Linked DNA regions of Oryctolagus cuniculus: region 1 is linked to region 2. The links are chromatin contacts, called in public Micro-C maps. All regions are on one chromosome and are shown on one strand. The core of a region is the stretch at or near the end of the contact, and the rest is flanking DNA. Distances in the headings are between cores, read along the strand shown. Region 1 overlaps CAPZB (capping actin protein of muscle Z-line subunit beta). Region 2 holds the start of NBL1 (NBL1, DAN family BMP antagonist).

What was found. Hi-C and Micro-C count contacts between places; a contact is called where the count stands out from the background.
Region 1: a Micro-C map of ear pinna shows a contact between it and region 2, with 3 times the contacts expected there. The contact joins the enhancer-like site here to the promoter of NBL1 in region 2. A contact is called at or near these places in 3 of 6 Hi-C or Micro-C datasets (ear pinna, skin fibroblasts and an unstated tissue).

The regions. Positions count from the first base shown.
Region 1 is chr7:151,216,714-151,222,998 of mOryCun1.1, forward strand. CAPZB (capping actin protein of muscle Z-line subunit beta) reads left to right here. Exons shown (of 10, transcript XM_051858035.2): 3 at 5,674-5,795. Among named protein-coding and RNA genes, the nearest start is that of SLC66A1, 55 kb to the right of the region's middle. Within about 2 kb of position 1,393, at least 2 of the 8 cell types and tissues checked have an H3K27ac peak or open chromatin away from gene starts, as enhancers often do. A contact at or near this core is called in ear pinna, where this site is marked.
Region 2 is chr7:151,004,385-151,010,546 of mOryCun1.1, forward strand. It overlaps NBL1 (NBL1, DAN family BMP antagonist), which reads right to left and starts at 4,317. Exons shown (of 4, transcript XM_070079208.1): 1 at 4,096-4,317.

The DNA of each region.
Region 1 (6,285 bases), core at 143-2,642, 210 kb after region 2:
CATCGCTGTCCACCCTCCGCAACCCTAGTCTTGTGTAAGCCAACACCGTCCCCCCACACACACTTAGGTGTGGCGCTGGCACAGGTGGTCCAGACTCTCGTCCCCGCCCTGGGGAGAGCCATGCCACAGATCCCTAGGGTCCGCGACTGCGTGGTGCGCAGGAGGGCTCAGGGTGGACCAGCAGCTTCCCCTGCTGGGGCGGCTTTCGGAAGGCGCTGTGGCAAGGCGGGATGAGGCCCTGCAGGATGATTTGGGTGTATCAGGTGGGGCTGGGCGGCAAGGACACCATGGAGCAGAGAACCAGGCTGGCCTGAGAATTCTGCGGGTGGCTCCGCAGGCCAGTGTGGTGGAATCGAGGTGGCGCCCCCTGCCAGTCCTGGCGTCGTCAAGGCTGGTGTTCTGTGCCCTCTGAGGAGAGCCATGCTGCAGGCCTGCCTGACTTGTCCCCCTCGGGGGAGTTTGAGGTGACAGGTGGACAGCAGAGGCCCCGTGTGCACCCACGCTGGGCCAGGTACGGCGCTCTCTTTCCTGCGTTTGGCCCCATCCTGACCCTTCCTTTAGAAACTCCGGCTGTGAGTGGCCGAGGCTGGGCAGCGACAGGAGAGGCCCCCAGGGCCCGGGACAGGAGGCTTTGTGGCTGCCCCCCATCTCTCCTTTGAAGCCTGGCTGGGGTGGGCGTGGGCCGTGCTGTGGGAGGGCCAGGGCAGGCCTCCCAGCAGAGGTGCCAGCTGCGCTCTCCCCGCAGCGGCCAGCGGCCGTGCGGCCGGCCTGGCCCTGCCTCACAGGAGGTGCTCGTGCCGCCGCCATCCTGGAGGAGGCCGCAGCTGCCCCCACCAGCTTAGCCCCCCCACCCCGGGTGATGTGTGGCTGACAGCCCGCTCAGAGGGGCAGTCCTCGCAGCGGCCCCGCCCCTCAGAACCTGCTGCGGGGGACTGTGACCCTAAGACAGCTGCCTCCCTCTTGCCCAAGGCGTCTGTCCAGCGGGGCCTCGGCAGGGCTGGGTCCCAGGGCGGCGTCCTTACATGGGAGGGCGGCAGCAGCTTCCTCCTGCCGGTGCTCCTGAACTTGTGCAACCGTGACAGGTGAAAGTGCTCCTGTCGCCATCAGTACGTGACGCTTCTAAGAACAGCAGCGTACCCGGCCCCGCTGCTGCTGCTGCGTGGAGCCCACCCTGAGCCTCTCCCTGCCCCCTCCCAGACCTCGTCGTCCCCGCTCCTCCTCCCCCCGTAGCCTCTTCAGGTTCACCCCATGCCACTCAGGCCCCCCTCGGCTCCCGCCTCCCGCCTCCCGTCTCTAGTCTGCCTCCCGTGTTGGTCACAGCAGGGCTTCCTGTCAGTCCCTCTCCATCGCTGAGTCCGTGGCACCTTGCACAGTGCCTGGAGCAGGCCCCGGTGTTGGTTGGAGGGAAGGAGTTTTCTGAGGCAGGTGCTGGGACTCCCCCACCCCAACCCTGGTTCCTGAGACTGGGGCAGAAAAGGCCTCAGGGCTGCTTTGATGCGGGGGGGGGGGGGGGGGCTTGCTCTCCAGGATGCGTGCTACTGCCTCTGGGGCTAGCATGGCGGCTGGAAACGCTGTCTTCACTTTCTTTTCTGTTTAAAAAAAAACTTAGTTTTGGGAATAGAGGGAACGAAATGTGAACAGAGCCCTCTGCTGGCCACCAGGAGCTCCTGCGCCCTGACGCTGCTGGAGGCCGTGTGATGGGAGTGGGCTGCGTCAGGGGACATGGGCCGTGTGATGAGGGTAGGGGGGCCGTGTAAGGGGAGAAGTGGGCCAGCCGGGGCCCTCCCCACCACGATTCCACAGCATTACTCATCGGAGCAGCCGGGCGCGTGGAGCCTGTTTTCGATTCTTATCTCCCTGGTGATGGCTCTCAGCCAGGGGGCAGATCAGAAAACAGAATGTGTTCATTTTTTAAAAACCAAGGTACAGGGTGCGCTTCTCCGAGACGGGGCGCCGTGGGTTAGATTATCCGTGCAGCTGAGCTGGTCTGGCTTTTGTGCTTTTTTTCAGGGTTCATCTCAAGTTTCTCTTTCTGGTTGAGCCATTTTTTTTTTCAGCATTAATAGCTAATGGGGAAGAGGAAGAGGCAAAGTGGAACCATGTGGCCGCACAGACGCAGCCCTCGCTGTGGCCGGAAGCTTCTGATTTGTGTCTCCTTTCCTGTGATCAGCTGTTGGGTAGATAGCAGGGACGCGCTCCCTGGGGACAAGGGAGGCATGCGGTTCTTCTGTTTTCACCTCTCACGTGTCCGCCCTTGGACGCTGGCAGTCACCCCGAGTCACCCCGCTGAGGGGTGGTGCCAGCTGCGGGGTTTGAGCTGTTCGGAAGCGGGAGGCAGGTGAGGCAGGTGGGACCCACGGCTCGCTGCCTGCACCCAGTACCGGAAGTGGCCTCCTCCCATGTGGGGTGAAGAGGTTGGTGGAGCCCTGCATCTCCCCCCAGAAGGCCCCAGGGCTGTTTTATTCCAGCTCACTGGAGTTGCGTTTCGGTGCCCCCAGCAGCCTGCGTGGGCTGCCCCTCGGGTGTTTCCCGAACATTGCTCAGGAAGGCCGGGAAGCACTGCCCCTCCTTCCCGCAGAGGCCCTCCTGCGCCGGTGGCTGCAGAGCCCGTGCCGCACGTGCCCCGCCGTGAAGCCTCAGCTTTGTTTGGACCTGTCCTTCCATTTAAATTGTGTGCAAACCCATGATCCGTGAGACGTGATGTGGTTTCTTCCACGGGTCTGAGCACTGGACGTGAGGCGGGTGTGGGGCGGGGCTTCCGGCGAGCGTGGGGATGGACTAGGTGACTGCCTTCATCCTGGTTCAGCAGGACGACCTCGGCCGCAGGGTGAGTGTCCACTCACCCTGGAGTGGGGACGGGTGCTGGGGCCCAGGGGCCCATCTCGGCCTCTGGGGCGGAGTCAGCACAGCGCAGCTGTGGAGCGTGGCAGGAGATAGCGGAGGGCAGTTGCAGAGCGGCCGTCTTGGTGAAGCTGGAGTGCGGCTCAGCCCCGAAAGTGGGGTGGGAGGATTGGGAGAGGCTGTGCAGTCCTGTGTGACGGCTGGGACGTCTGCACACCCAGATGCGCTTCCTGTGTGCTGGGGTGCACGTTTAACTGGCCGAGCCTTCACACAGTGGCTGTGCGCGCCAGGTCAGGACTAATGCACCTCGGGGCACCTGCTCCGCCGCACCCCTGCGGCCCGGCTGTGTAGCCCACACTTCCCGTGACAGCAACGGCACGCACGTTCCAGAGCAGGTTACCGTGGATCAGAAGAGACAGGACTGCTGGGAACACAGCGCACACCCCCGGCCCAGCCTGGGCCTTGATCTGGAGGGGCGCGCTTGTGCAGGGCTGGTTGGCTCTGTCACGCTCCAGGCATTTTCCATGGTGGAGCAGATGCCCACCGTTGGTGAGTCCTGGGCTGGCTCTGCAGGGTGGTTAACGTGAGCGCTGCCTGAGGCCGGCTGGCGTCTGGCTGCAGACCTTTGTCAGTGCAGGCCCCGCTGTTCGGCCGTGGGGTGTGGCTGGGGCCCGCCCTCTGCGCTGTGCGGCCGACGCCCAGGCTCCCAGCGCCGCTTGGTCCCGTCTTGGTGCTTTCCCAGCGTAGAGCTGTTGTACTTGAGATCATCTGGCCGTTGGCACCACTGGAATGTGAGTCCTGACAACAGATCGATCAGGGGTCTTATGCTCACTCATTTGTTTGTTTAAAAATGGAGTTGATTGGAATTGGAAAGGCTCCAGGTTCTGAAGCTCCTTCCTTCTCTCCGCCCTCCCTCTCAGGCACAGCGTGGGAACTGGGGTGTAGCAGTGGGGGAGGCTGGAGCCCCTGCTCTGTAGGATGGACGTCCCTGGGGGGAGGCGGGCAGCAGCGTCACTGGGAAGTGAGGAAGCAGCCTACGTGCAAGGGGGACGTCCCTGGAACCGTTTGGAGCCGTCGATTGGCCTCTTGGATAAGGGTGAAGTCAAGCCTCTCTTAGACCGAGGGCCCGCCTGGGGAGAGGGAAGACAGCTGCCGCAGGTGGAGCGTGGGTCAGGAAGCACTGGATTCTCCAGGGTCGGTTTGCGTCCAGGGTCTGAAGCAGCCTCTCTCGCGATGCGGGTGTGAGGAGGAGGTGTGCTCTGTTGCACACAGCAGGTGGTCTGGGCGTGGCCGGTGCTGTCCTCAGTACTGAAGACATCCTGCGGCTGACCCTCAGAGCCATGCGGCATGAGCACCTGTGGGTTTCCTGCGCTGGCTTCACAGGTGAGGAAACCAAGTCCTAGGAAAGCAAGCTGACCTCCCCAAGCCCACCAGGCCAGGCCACTCGGAAGCCGGAGCCAGGAAGGCTTAACCTCGTAGCCTGTTTGCTTAGTTCCAACCCCCACAGACCGCCACCTCCATGACTGACCTCAACCTTCTAATCTGTGAAGTGGGGATAAAGCTCAGCTCCTTCCCAGGAAGAGTGGTGTGCTGCCAGAGAGGGACCAGCATGGGGCAGGCCGCAGAGCCATGCTAACCGGGGAAGTCGCCCCCGTTGTTTCCTGTGCTGTCCCCAGGCAGCTGGTGTCAGGAGAGGGAATTCTGAAAGCCAGCCTTGCACACGCAGGCCAGGGCTGTGTGCAGGAAGCACACCACCTGCCTGCAGCAGCGTTTGTGCGAGCCACAGGACAGCACGGGGCAGCGCTCTGCCCAGCTGAGTCCCAGAGCCCCCTGCGAGCCCGCGGGTGGTCTCTGGGGCAGTGGTGCTTCCTGCCCTGTCCTTGGGGTGGCGACAGGGCCTTCAGGAGGACGCGGCAGCTGGGGGCGCCGTCGGCCACTCTGCCGGCTATGTTTGCCACGCCGGGAAGGGCTGTTGGTGCAGCCGGCAGCCCCTTGCCTGGTAACTGATACCGTGGGGCCCCCGTCACTCCAGGCCCATGAAACACAGAAGTCGGCACAGCGAGGATCCGTGTGGAAGTGACTCAAGCCCGAAGGAATCCATGTCTGCAAGCAGTGCCGTCCCGTGCTGGAAGCTTTTGTTGGGAGATGGATGTTGGAGTTGGGAGGAGGCGGCCAGCGGCCTGGTTACCAGCAGGGCCGTGCGTCCGGATCCGCAGCCTTTGCCCTGACATGGAGGCCTCCTGTCCCCCACCGTGGGGCCATCCTGCTCTGGAGGCGGCCCCTGGGCCCTGGGCTGGGCAAGGCCTGGGGGACGCCCTCTGCAGCACATGGACTTGACCGCGAGCCAGCCTGGTAATGCTTGGCTGGGGGCCTGGAAAGTATGGTGAACTCCACCCAGCGCGGGAGCCCGGGGGAGTGCTCCAGCACGCACGGGTTATTCTTCTCAGAGTTCTTGGGATTCCTGTGCACACGAAATGTTTACTTTCTCCTCGGAACTTCAGCTTGTACCTTGCCCACCCGAGACCGATAGCAAGCATATCCATACTTAAGTTTACGAGACCACCCTGGCGCCCGGGTAATTAGAGTTGCACACAGGCTCGGGAAGGGAGGCTGCACTGGAAATCACGCCCCACCGTAACTCAAGAACAGGTTTCTTTACAGAGGGACACCGTTGGTGTCAGGCACATGTGGAACAGAACAGAACAGGCCCCGAATGTTGGCAGGGCACCAAGGGCCAGATGTGAAATCCGCCAGCCGCTTCGGCCGCAGCTGTCCTCCGCCAGCCCGAGTTGCAGGGGGGCTTTAACCGTTTCTGCTTCCCCTTCTCTGCAGGTCCCCAGTCTGTGTGAAGACCTCCTGTCTTCTGTGGATCAGCCCCTGAAGATCGCCAGGGACAAGGTGGTGGGCAAGGATTACCTGCTGTGTGACTACAACAGAGACGGAGACTCGTATAGGTGAGCGTACCCACCAGGAAGGCTGCTGGCTGCCCCTGCCCCCGGCCGGTCACGGCCATGGCCACTGGCTGCAGCAGCCCCAGGACCACACGGCCTCATCTTCCTGCTTCCTCTCCTCCTTTGTTACGTGTTCATCACGGCCAGGAGTCTGGAGTGCATCCGAGATGTGGCCGTCTGACTGCTGCCCTGTGCATCTTGCAGCCCAGTCGAGGGGTGGGGGGATGTTGTTCACATAGCAGAAGGCCTGCAGGGCAGGGGTGCATGTGCTGGGGACCCTAGGCCGGGAGGGCTCTGTGGCTTAAGGCATGGAAGCTCTCCCCTCTTCTTCCATCCCCACGCCCAGGGCAGGTGACCAGGTGTCGCTGGGCTGCACCAGAGCTGTGTTCATGGCTGAGGCCGGCGGCGTTATGCTTGCAGCCAGTCTGGTGCCTCTTCAGACCCGGGCAGCACAGAAGGGGCCGTGGTTGGCCCCAGGAGAACTTCCTGGCGG
Region 2 (6,162 bases), core at 3,067-5,566:
TCTTCTTCCTCCCTGTCCTCGGGACTGCCCAGGGCTCCCAGAACACCAGGGCAAGGACGGGAGCTGCAGACCCCCTCTCCGCCAACAAGCCCCCTCTGCCGCCCCCCGCCTGTCAGGCCCAGCAGCACCCTTCGCTGGCCCCGCAGCAGCGGCACGTGGACATCACCGGCCCAGCGCCTTCGAGCAGGCCAGGGATCAGGGGCCCCAGACCCTACCCCTGCCACTCCAGAGCTCACAGCCCGGAGGGCGGGATCAGGGGCGCTTGGGGAGTGGAGGTTAACTCTGGCTGGACACTGGATGGCTAGGGGAAAGGCGGTCCCAGTGGGGGAGCTACAGGAGCCCCGGCCGGGAGTGCCCCATCTCCCGGGAACCAGACTGGCTTTCTCTCTCTCTCTCTCTCTCTCTCTCTCCCCGGAACTCACAACAACCCAGCAATGCAGATCCTGTCTGCTGTCCCACGTCACGGGTGAGAACACTGAGGCCCCAGAGGGATGAGATTTTGAGTACGCACAGCCCACAGGAGAACCCAGAACTTGCGCCTGGGCAGTGGCCGGGGAGCCACGGGGACACTTGCCGGTGAAAAAGGTCAAAGAAGAGAAAGAAGCAAGGAGTGGAGGGCGAGGCGCCCAGGGAAGCCAGGGGTGACACGTGGCGCTGGGGAGAGGCCTGCGCTGCCCCCGTGGACGGCGCCACTGGCTCTGGAGTCCCGCCCTCCCTGGGCAGGACCTGGGGTCCCTGCGGAGCAGAGCTGACGCCCCACTCAGCTCCTGTAGCCGAGCTCGTGGCCATGGCAGCCCAGCGAACGCTGCACCCGGTCCCTGGGCACAGGGTGGTGGAACACGGTGCCCTTTTACCACTCCCATCCACCGCCCACCCCCAAGTCCAAGCCTCGCTCCGCGGCGGCTCCGTGGCTCCCTCGGAGCTGCCACTCACACGGAGAAGGAATCTCCTCCGGCTCGTGGAGCATGAGGCCCAGGAAGCGACCGGCCCTGATCTCCCACGTAGGCAACAGGCCAGCCAGCTCACCTGCCCTGGAGGCTGGCTGGGGGGCCTGGCTCCAGAGGGTCCCTGGGGGAAGGCCAGGAAGGCTTCAGGGGTCAGGCCTTGGGGTCCTCCGCCCCCTACCAGAACCAGCACCCTCCCCGAGATGCCCAGTCCGACCCCCGGCTGCAGCCCTGGCTTCTGTATTACGTGCGCCTCCCACTCACAGGATACTGAGGCCAACTCAGAGGCTGAAGCACCCCAGGAAAGGGGACCCCACAACGGCCCAGCTGACAGGGGCTGCACAGGTCCCCTCCTGGACCCTGGTTGTCAGGCAGCACCGCCGCCATCCACCAGGAATCCTGACTAACAAGGGGACAATCGCTTCCCACATCCTCTTTTGGGGAAATCTGAACATTGGGGGCCACACCAGGATTTTCAAGGTACAGGGGAGACACCCTGCCCCGTCACATGCACACACATACACAGGCAACCCAAACCCACCTGTGCCCCTGGGAACACACAGTAACACACACACACACACACACACACACACACACAGAGCCAGGACCTCGTCCCCATTCTCTGCATCTATGATAGACCTGGGTTCAAATCCAGGTTCAGCCACTTGGCACCTTTCAGTGCCTCAGGGGCACCTACCTCCAGGGCAGCTGAAGCGGCACTGAGACCTCCGGAGAGCTGCCCGCCAGGGGTCGAGTCCCGAGTTTAAGAGCCCTGGACTCAGACCCTCCCTGCCCTCAGCCACGCCCCTCCGCTCCTCCCTCCCACCATGAGCTGGGCGGTCCCCAGCCCGCCTCCCGCCCTGATGACACTGGATTTAGGGGAAACCCAAGCAGAGACGATGGCTGGGAAAGGGTTTTAGCAACTGCTAAGTGCTGCCCGGCACGTGGGCTTGCCAGGGCAGGAGCCCAGAGGAGGTCCACGCCAACTCCAACCTGGCAGGGGGACACCAAGAAGGCAGGGTCCCGGGGAGACCAGCCCCACCTACACACAACCCACCATGAGCGGTCAGGCAGAGCCGGGCACCAGGCTGAGTGGCCGCAGGGCGCTGAGGGCGTGGCGTTTGTGGCCGCAGCCCTAGGTCTGCAGGTCAGCAGGGTGGGGGTGACCCTCTAGGTCTTGGAACGAGGACAGGGACTTCTCGACTGTGTGACTGACAGCAGGTCCCTCTGGGACTCGGCAAGGCGGGGTCAAGCTTGTGGATCCCCAGCCCCGCCAGCCCACTTCGGGCTCTGAGGATGAGGTCTGGGCAGAGCTCGACGTGTGTCCAGAGACAGGACAGTCTAATGGTCACAGCCCCCGCGTCTGCCACCTGTAGCATTGGCATCCTGCCTGGGACCGTCCATTCCAGCACATCCGCCCGGGGCAGAGTCTGGCTCCAGCGTTGCTCAAGGCTGTGGCGATTCCAGGACCCGAGCTCACTCACCCCAGGGCGCCTTCCCCCTGGCCCCGGGGAAGGCTCTGGGACAGACAGAGATGAGCAACTGTCCAGCGGGCGGACACGCAGGGCCAGGCCCATGCCACTCTGCCAGGCAGCTCCGGCTTCCGGCTGTGACTAACCGCGGTGCCAGGCCCCCAGCCCAGGGCCACAGCCCTCCTGCCACAGGCCAAAAACAGCCTCCGAAGAAACAGATGCATGCTAACGAGCTGCCGAGCTCCGCAGGGCCGGCCGGCACATCTGCTGGGCAGAAGCCCCTCGCACACCCCACCGCAGCCCTGCCCGCCGCAGGAGCCTCCAAGCCTTGGGGCTGCGGGCCGGACGGAGCAGGGGAAGAAGCCAAATTCAGTCTGAAACTTCCCTGTAAAACCATGAGGCCGTATCGCCGGCTAGCACGGGGCACCCACACCCCTGTCTTGGCCTGCAGCACACAGGCCCCCAGGGACAGCGGGAAGAGGCAGCAGCCTGCAGGGGTGGGTGAACAAGGGGCCGCTCAGGCCTCCCCTCGTCTTTGGCCCCCATTCTTGAGGCAAACCACACCCGAGCAGCCCCAGCCCTGGGGGAGGCTCAGGAGGTCACAGCTTAGACAGCCACAAAGGGTGAGGGGCTCCTCCACCCCCACCCAGCCAGGGCCTGGTCCCTCTTCCCCTGGGGCGCCCCCACTTACAGGCTGGGGGTGCACAGCTGGGCGAGGGTCTCCCAAAGCCTGCAAATGCGGCCTGGACCTCTGAGGTCCGCCAAGTCCCTGGCCACGCCGAGGCAGGCAGCTGCCCTCGACCGCGGCTGGGGCAGGCTCAGCGGCAGCCCCGCCCTGCGAGCGGGCGGGCAGGTGGCCGGCAGCAGGGCCCTGCTGTCCAGACAGCGTCGCGGGGGTGGAATTCATATAAAAAAAAAAAAAAAAAAACGAGCCCCCGGAAAGGGCTCTCCCGGCCCCAGACTCAATTCCAGGTGGGGACGACCCAGGCCAGGCCCCGGGCGCGGGCAGAGGGTTTTGCACTTTGGCCCGGCCCCAGGAAACAATCTAGCAACCCAACTTGGGGGGGTGGGGGCGCCTCCAACACCGTGGGATGCCTGAACTGGAGGGCGGGGGCCCGGGAGCCGCACGGGGGGAGCGGCGCGGGGGGACGGGGAGGAGGAGACATAAAGGCAGAGCCACAAGCCCCGGGGAGCAGAAAACTGAGGTGGGGGGGGCGCAGAAAGAGGGGCGGAAACGGGGCGACGGGAACCGCGGGAGGGGAGAGGGGCGCAGAGCGAGGCCGAGCCGTCCACGAGCCCGGAGGCCCGAGCAGCGCCGGGGGACGCGCGAGCCCAGCGGCCGAGCCCCGGGCGCTGCCCCGGCGCCCGCGCGGCCCGCCCGGCTCCGCATCTCCCTCCGTGTCCTCTCGGGCCGCGGGAACTCCGACCGAGAAACCGGACCCCGAGGCGAGTTTGGGGACGGGCTCCGGGCGCAGCGCTGCCCCCGGCCACCCCCGCGCCGCGCCCACGTCCCCGGCTCCCGCGCCCGGCGGGCCCTGGGCTCCCGAGCTCGGCGGCGGCGGCGCCTCCGCACGGTGCCCGCGGCCGCCCGACGCGCGGGGGTGCGCAGCTCGCGGCCGGGGGCGCGGCCGAAGCCTCTGGAAGCCGGGCGCCCGCGTGCCGGCCCGGGCGGGACTTACCGCGCGCGGCAGCGGCGGCGGAGGCGGCGGAGGAGCGCGGGCGCGCCCGCCGGGTCCTGCGCAGCTGGTGCGGGCCGCGGGGTCGCAGGCCCGGGCGCCCCCGGGAGGCTGGGCGAGGCGGCCGGCGGAGCTGGCGGCGGCCCCGCGAGGCTCGGCTGGGCTGCGCTGCGCGCCGTCTGCGGCCCGGGCGGGCGCGCGGTGCGGGGGAGCTGCGAGCCGAGCGGCTCCGACGTCAGGGAGTCTCGGCTCCAAATAGGGAGCGAGGGCGGGGGCAGCGAGGGGAGGGACGCGGAGGAGAAAGGGCGGGCGGGCCCCGCGCGCGGCCGCTCCCTCCGGGCTGCGGCGCAGGAGGGGCCCGCGGCCGCCGTGGCCCCGGCCCGGCTCCGGCGCGGTCCGACGGCGCGGAGGAGCGCCCCCGGGCCAGGGCAGCGAGCGGGGCGCCGTGGCCGGTGCCGAGGCTCCCTCCCGAGTGTGTCTGCGCTGGGTCTTCCCTCCGCCTGGCTTCTCCCGAGTGCGTCGTGCCAGGCCTCGTGGTGACCAAGCTGTCCTTTAAGGGGCACTGGGCACTGCAGTCTTGGCCTGAGCTGCGGCCCTCCGAGTTCCGGGCGCCGGGAACGCGGCCTACCGGTGGGGGAGAGGGGGAGTCCTGCGGCGCGCCCGTCCTGCCCGCTCCCCGGCGCGCGACCCGTTGTACCCCAGGGCCGCCTGGCCTCCGCTGGAGTCTGTCACCGGGCTTCCGATGGGCTCCAGGCGCTGGCTTAACCGTGCCAAGACGAGAGAAGGATCTGGGAGCCCCTGGAGGAACGATGCTATTCAGAACGCCAGGAAACAGACTCACCTCCGGGGCTCGCAGAAGAGCGAAGGGGCCGTGTGTGCTGTGATCCCAACCCGGCGAGACACCAGCTCTGCCCTGTGACGGTGGCAGCTCAGGGACACCGTGTGGGCCCCGTCTGTGGGACCTGGGGGGGAGGGATTGTTTTCGTGGCACGGTTGAGCCGTGTCCATGTGTTTCACCTGGCTTGGTGGGCGCAGCCCTGCTCTGCCGGTGTCACGAGGTTGCTGAGCCCCGTGGTTGGCTCCTGGTGGCCCGCAGGTGACTCCCTCCGCTGGGCCCTCTCCAACTCAGCCGGCATCGCCAGGCATCCAGGCTGTTGCCTACCCGCTGTTCCCTGTGCCTGCACTTCCCTCCCGCCCGAGGAACCCCCTCTGCAAGCACCGGGTTGGGAAGTCTGGAGTGGTCCTGGAGCAGGGGTCCCTGCCCCCCGGAAGTGTGCCGCTCTCCTATCTGGCCTGGGCTCCCGGAGGGCATGGGTCGGGGGGCTTATTGCCCGGTGCTCGGGGCTCACGGTGGGACCAGGCAAGGTGCACAATGCATTAGGTTGAGTGAGGTAATGACCGTCCCCACCGTTGTAGCACAGGTCAATCTCTTCTTTCTATTGGTTGATTTCATTTATTTGAGGGGGGGGAGAGCGAGCTTCCATCCACTGGTTCATTCCCCCAAATGCCTGCAACAGCTGGGGCTGGGCCAGGCCAAAGTCAGGAGCCCAGAACTCAATCCAAGTCTCTAAAGTGGATGGCAGAGGCCAAGAATTCAAGCCATCATCTGCTGCTCCCGGCATGCACCTCAGCAGGAAGCTGGACGGAAGAGCAGAGGTGGGACTCTGATGTGGCATGGGGCGTCTCCAGCACGCACCGAGGTCCCGCCCTCAAAGTCTTCCCACAAGCTGTTACACAGCGCACAGGCACGCAAGCACTTCCCGTGTGCCTCATCCCCTCCGAGCACTTCCCACTCGTGATAAATCTGCGCGACAAACAGTAGTGCTATCACCATTCCATGAGAAAGTTCACGCCCAGAGGGAGAGGCCACGTGGCCTGGCTGAAGTCACACAGGGGTGCGGCTGACGTCTGGCAGAGAACCACGTGCCACAGAAACCAGCCTCGTGGGCCAAAGTGGGCATGTGGGAAGTACTGATGGCTTTGGGGCAGGTGCTGTGGCGTAGTGGGTAAAGCCACCGCCTGCAGTGCCATATGGATGCCAGTTCGAGTCCCAGCTGCTCCACTTCTGAT